Regions from separate parts of the Sus scrofa genome. Here region 1 is linked to region 2. A link is a contact called in public Hi-C data. All regions are on one chromosome and are shown on one strand. Each heading gives the region's core, a stretch centred on a gene start, on an enhancer-like site or on the middle of the called end of the contact. The rest is flanking DNA. Distances are from core to core; before and after follow the strand shown.

Region 1 (2,939 bases), core at 168-2,667, 240 kb after region 2:
GTATTGTCAACTATAATTACCATACTGTGCATTTGATCTCCGGGATTTATTTATATATTTATTATAAGTTTGTACCCTTAAAAAAAGATCTCCCCAACTCTCCCACCTCCCAGCCCCCGATAAACACCGTCTTACACTTTGTTTTTTTTTTGTGTTTGGCTTTTTTAGATTCTACTTGTAAGTGAAATCATACAGAATTTGTTTTCCTCTGTCGGACTCATCTCACTGAGCATAATAATGCTCTCAAGGTCTATCCACAGTATTGCAAATAGTAAGATTTCCTTCTTTCTCGTGACTGAATAATTCCATTATAAAGTGTATTTTATATATAATATATATAAAACATTATATTATATATATATATAATACACACACAAACACACTACATCTTCTTTATCCATTTATCTAATTCATCTATCAGCAGACACTTAGGTTGCTTCCATATCTGGACCTTCTGCTATGGAAGCCAACAAATTCCTTCTACATAAACTTTTATGTGCTGTACTTCTACCACTTGCGCCAAAACAAATCCTAAGCAGTACGGAATCTGATATCTGGAAGTAGAGCATTACAAATAACAGACCTTAAAATGTGATATTGACGGAGCTGAGGTGAGATGCAGGTTTTCCCCATCACAGGCTAGGAATGGGGAAAAGCTGTTATTTGATAGAAAAGCAGCCAGTTAAAAAGTACCTAGTGTCTCTTGGAACTCAAATCATGTAAATATCAAGGGTAGAGTTTTAGGGGAACAGAATAAAAAGAATCTTAGGATGCACTGGCTACTTACAGCCATCAGTAAGATTATATAGGAAATGGAGTTCCCGTGGTGGCAAAGTGAAAAAGAATCCAACTAGTATCCATGAGGATATGAGTTCGATCCCTAGCCTTGTTCAGTAGGTTAGGGATCTGGAGTTGCTGTGAGCTGCTGTAGTGTAGGTCACAGACATGGCTCGGATCCCGAGTTGCTGTGGCTGTGGCTGTGGCCAGCAGCTGTAGCTACCCCTAGCCTGATTGTGTAGGAAAAGGATGGCCTTCAGCTTAATCTGGCAGTTCTGGAAGCAGAAAGCAAAGCAAAGACGAAGAGTCATCCTTTCTGCCCATGCCCGGCACTCCAAACGACCAACGGCAGATGACACTGTGTCTTGTGGGACAGCAGATGTCCAAACCTCTGCCTCATGCTAATGTTGGCACAATGGGAAACATAATGGGCACAAGGATGGGGATCCTGGTGAGCCAGAGAGCCGGAGGGCCACTTCCAAACACTTCCTGCTGAATATTCCTGAGTGGCAAGGAGAGCAGTTATACTCCTCTATAAAAGCCATCCCCAGGAATTCTACCACCAAGGGACAGGATCTGCACAAGGACAGCTCACTGCTTCCCAGTTTGAGGGCCAGATGGCTTGGGGAGGGGCAGAGCATAAAGGCAGATTGCTGAGAGGACGAATCCGTGAGGGCTGGAGCCAGACTGATGGGCACGACTCTCCAAGAAACAATCTACGGCAGATTCGGGAGACAAATAGACCAACAAGTCTGTCAGGAGAGGCAGTGGCACTGCCAGAGAGATGCCCAGGATCACCAAACAGCCCTGAGAATGCCCACCTCACGAGGCAAATTTTAGCCCTCAAACCTGCACCAAAGGAAAGGAGGAACTAAAATGCTACAGCTGTTAAAAATAAAAGCCTCCCCAGTGTTCAACTGCCTTCTACCTACGCAGGACACAGGACGCAGGACGACGAAAAAGGGAGTTCCTCCCAGGGAGGAGGGAGAGACCAGCCAGATTCCTGAACAAAGAACTCCCTCCACTGCCAGGTCGGGGAGTCTTTGCTTTCTTTATCCAGCATGAGATGACGGCTATGAAACTGAGATCACTATTGAGTGTTTGCCCTTCTCATGAAATGGAAGTTTCATGGCAGCAATAGTCTTTTCTCTCTGCCGCTGCCAATTGGTAGTGTTAAATATATTATTTAGCCAGAGGATGCCAAACCCGGAGCAGCTACGTTTAGACCCAACCAAGGAAAATGCCATGACTTAGCAGTAACTGGATGAGCCTAAGAGTCGTCTTCAGTTACAGTGAAGGTAGAGGCAATATTTCTTTTAGAGGTATATTTGCATTATATTAGTCAAGGCCATTTTGAGAACTTAAAAAATGGGAAAGAAGTATTGTATATATGGATGCTAGCAGGCAAGGGGTAGAAACACGATGGGGGATGTCGTTAACCTGTGTTTTGTTCAGCAGGAATCTCTTTGGGAACCATCACTTCCTCCAAGTAGTTTGGGTAACGGTGATCACACCTCCTGGCTCTAGAAGTGGGCACATCCTGGGAGTCTGACAAATAAAGTAATCAATTTCTCCAATCACAGTGATTAAGTCCAGGGACAATCACATGACCTAAGCCAAGCTAATAAAAGCTCTCCCCGGGTCTTTTGTTGGAACTATTGAAAGATAGACTTTTTGTTTTTTTCATTAGAAACACTAGCTGCCAGTACATGTCAACCCACAATTGTTGCTAATCATTTTTGCTACACTGCAGGGAGTGTCTGCCTGATAATGAAGCCAATCCTTGGTTAGGTAAAGCAGAGAGAGGAATGAGTCTGAGGAGCTCCTGGATCTAACAGTATCTAAAACTAGACAGATAAGCTCTGGCTTTTCAAATTATTTGAATCAATATATACCTTTCTGTGCTTATATGAGTCCAAGTTAAGCTTCTGCCACTTTCAAGCAAAAGAATCCTAATGAATACAACTAAATAAAAGATTTTTTAAATTTTTTAATTTTTTCAAAAAGAAATAATTGAACTGCTACCTAAAACAATAATTTAAAAAAACTAATATATTTCTGGAGTCCATATGTATTTGTTTCTTTAACAAATCTAGCATCTCAGGAGAGATGTCATTGATTAAAGAATCTGCGGAATTGGAAAAAAAAAAAAAAAAACTCAT
Region 2 (2,700 bases), core at 116-2,615:
CACCACTTAAAGTATCTCGGGTGGCTCAATTCTATACTGATTAAAACCTAGGGATAATTTGTTCCAGAACGACATTCCACGTCAATACCTTGAAAATATTTTGCAAGGTTAACCCAAAAGGTGGCAGGGAGGCCCCCTTGCAAAAGAATGAAGCCAGTCTAGTTCTTAGGGAGAAGAGACAGTTATTACTGCATATTCAGAGCCAGGGATTCCACCCCACAAAACACTTATTTCACTAGCAGAGTTGCTTGAATAGGGCTAAGCATTTCATTTCAAATTCAAGGTAAGGTTTACATTTTAAATACCCTGAACAAGGTAATTCAGGGCCTTAAAATCACTCTCAGTTAGAGATGCGTGTGGAGGGGGAGCAAGAAGGGAGGTGGGGTGCTGGATGCAGAGATACCGAGGACAGAAAGTGGCAGTCTTCCTTAATTTCCAGCTTTACCCAGGACAAGCACGGCTAACAATTTGACAATCTATCCTAAGTGCAGGAGCTGTGCTAGGGCCCTCAGATGAAGCGATGATGAGACAAATGCAAAACACAACACTGTGTTAACTGATGGGATCCCAAAGCCCAGGCAGCAGACCCCAACGCCCAGGCGGCAGAAATATATACTTTGCAAGTGAAGGCAACCACCTGAATGTGTGGCTGAACATGTGATAGACGGTAAAAGTGGACGGCACAGAAGAGGTTAACTCTGTTAGCTGGGGGTGCAGAGGGCAGTTATACAGAAAACAACAGACTTGGGTTTCTAAGGATGTGAAGACTCTCACCAGGTGGGGAGGAAGCAGAAAAAAGGCATCATTTCAGGCAAAGGGAAGGTCAAGAGCAAGGCACCGTGTGAGGAGACAAGGGCTCGTGGAAGATCCCTGAGGGCTGGAGAGAACCCCGCTGGATTATGGTCTTTGGGGAAGGCTGGGGGTGCCTCGTGACACGACATCCCACACAGGTCTCTGCAGAGGGACAATAGTTCCAACCCTTTTGAGATGAAACAGTTACATACGGAAATTATTAACATGCCAGAGACTTCAAATTCTTGATTAAAAAAAATGAATTAAGAGTACAGTTGATTTAAAATGATTCGATGTTAAAATTCAGCTGCTGTTATAAAATAGAGACTAAATGGACAAAGAAACTCATTCCAGTTGACAGGAGGGAACAGCTGACAACTTGATCACTGCACCCTGTGGTTAAAGTCAACCAAGACTGTGACTTCACCATTGTTCCTATTTTCCATGCCTTCAAACACACCACTATGCTACTGAATTAAAAGCCTGACGAAGAATACATTTGGGGGATTGCCTGGTGCCCGTAGGTCACACCAGTTTTATACGTTTGAATACAAGCTTCCCGAAGTTCCACCACATGTCCACTAGAGGCCTGTGAAGAGCTTTTTTCCCCCACCACAGTCTCGCAACCAAAAAGGCCAGAATTAACAAGTAGTATTGATCCAGTATCAGTAAGGCAAAGATCAAACGGATAGATAACCTCGTAAAAAGCACCTTAATGGTGGGTAACGTAACCTTCCTTCAAAGCTCCAGGACACTGAGGTGGGAAACTTACAAAACTCCTAACACGTAACTGGAAAAGCTAAGTTACAAGAGGTAGGGTTTGGAAGCCTTCGGCAACCATCCAGAAAGCCACCAGGCTCTGGCCGGCTCGGACCAGGTGGCAACACGCACCATGTGGTGAAAGAGCAGTTATAATAATTACCAGTGTCCTGGGGGGGGGCAGGGGGGCTTCTGAGGAAAGGGGGCTTTCAGATCCTCAAGCACATACCACATACAAAAGGCATAGAGGCCCCCAGGGAAGGTTCCTGGGAGGGAGAGCAAACAAAGTCCTATTGCAGACCCTCGAAGGGCCAAGGAGGGGCTGCCTAAAAGGCGGCTCCAAGGGAGCCAATGGGGAGGCAGGTGAGGAACAGTGGCAACGCAGAGACCCAGAGCGAAAGAGACCCTCCACGTGGAGGGAGAGAGGGCGACTTCAAGCCAAACGCCAAGCACATCCAATCCGCAAAGACGACAGCAGCCTGACTGTGTGCACAGCAGCAGTGAACAGGAGGGAAGCCTCCCTGCCACAGGCTCACCACCCCGTCAGACTCAAAACAGGGCCTCTTGTCATGTGTCAAAAAACAAACAAAAGCACATCAGCGTGCACATCCACCACACCACACACACGTACACACACACACACCACCTCTCATCTATTTACCGAAACGGCCTGTTTTTCACTAGGCTTGGTTAATTAGCAATCAGAAAAGAGTTGCGGCTGAGTTTGAAGAAAGAACCCTTTGTTTGGAAAACCTGTGAAAATATTCCCTCGGCAGCTTGTAACTTTCCCTGCAGATCACCCCGGGCCTGAGGACAAGCCAGGTGCCAGAGGCCTCTGTGATCCCACACAGAGCTCACAAAGGCAGCTCTCTTTGTTGTCCCCTAGGAGTTAAGCCTTAATGGGTTTACAATATGCAGGCTTTTGGGGAGAGCGGCTTGGCGGTAGTTGCCTGCTGCCAGAAACGGAGCAGAGACCAGGCCTGGTGCAGCCCACAGCTGCTGTGGCGGCTCCACTGGAGGGAGGAGCAGTTGCCTGGGGCATTTCAAAGATGTGCAAGAACACAGGGAGACGCTATGACTCCTGGAAGTGAATCTGCAATGACTGCGAGCAGAGGGTCTGCCCACATGATAGGGGAAGGATCTCGGAGC

What was found. A called contact is a pair of places that touch in the nucleus more often than the background predicts.
Region 1: a Hi-C map of retroperitoneal adipose tissue shows a contact between it and region 2, with 2.1 times the contacts expected there. The contact joins two enhancer-like sites. A contact is called at or near these places in 5 of 47 Hi-C or Micro-C datasets (embryonic fibroblasts, fetal heart ventricle, heart right ventricle and 1 more) and 2 of 2 datasets of contacts at active chromatin or transcription factors (alveolar macrophages and skeletal muscle).

The regions. Positions count from the first base shown.
Region 1 is chr11:9,874,799-9,877,737 of Sscrofa11.1, forward strand. All of the region lies in intron 3 of LOC110255744 (a long non-coding RNA gene), which reads right to left. Among named protein-coding and RNA genes, the nearest start is that of STARD13, 140 kb to the left of the region's middle. Within about 2 kb of position 1,418, at least 8 of the 83 cell types and tissues checked have an H3K27ac peak or open chromatin away from gene starts, as enhancers often do. A contact at or near this core is called in retroperitoneal adipose tissue, where this site is marked.
Region 2 is chr11:9,636,661-9,639,360 of Sscrofa11.1, forward strand. The region is part of intron 1 of STARD13 (stAR-related lipid transfer protein 13); the gene reads right to left. Among named protein-coding and RNA genes, the nearest start is that of STARD13, 100 kb to the right of the region's middle. Within about 2 kb of position 1,366, at least 34 of the 83 cell types and tissues checked have an H3K27ac peak or open chromatin away from gene starts, as enhancers often do. A contact at or near this core is called in retroperitoneal adipose tissue, where this site is marked.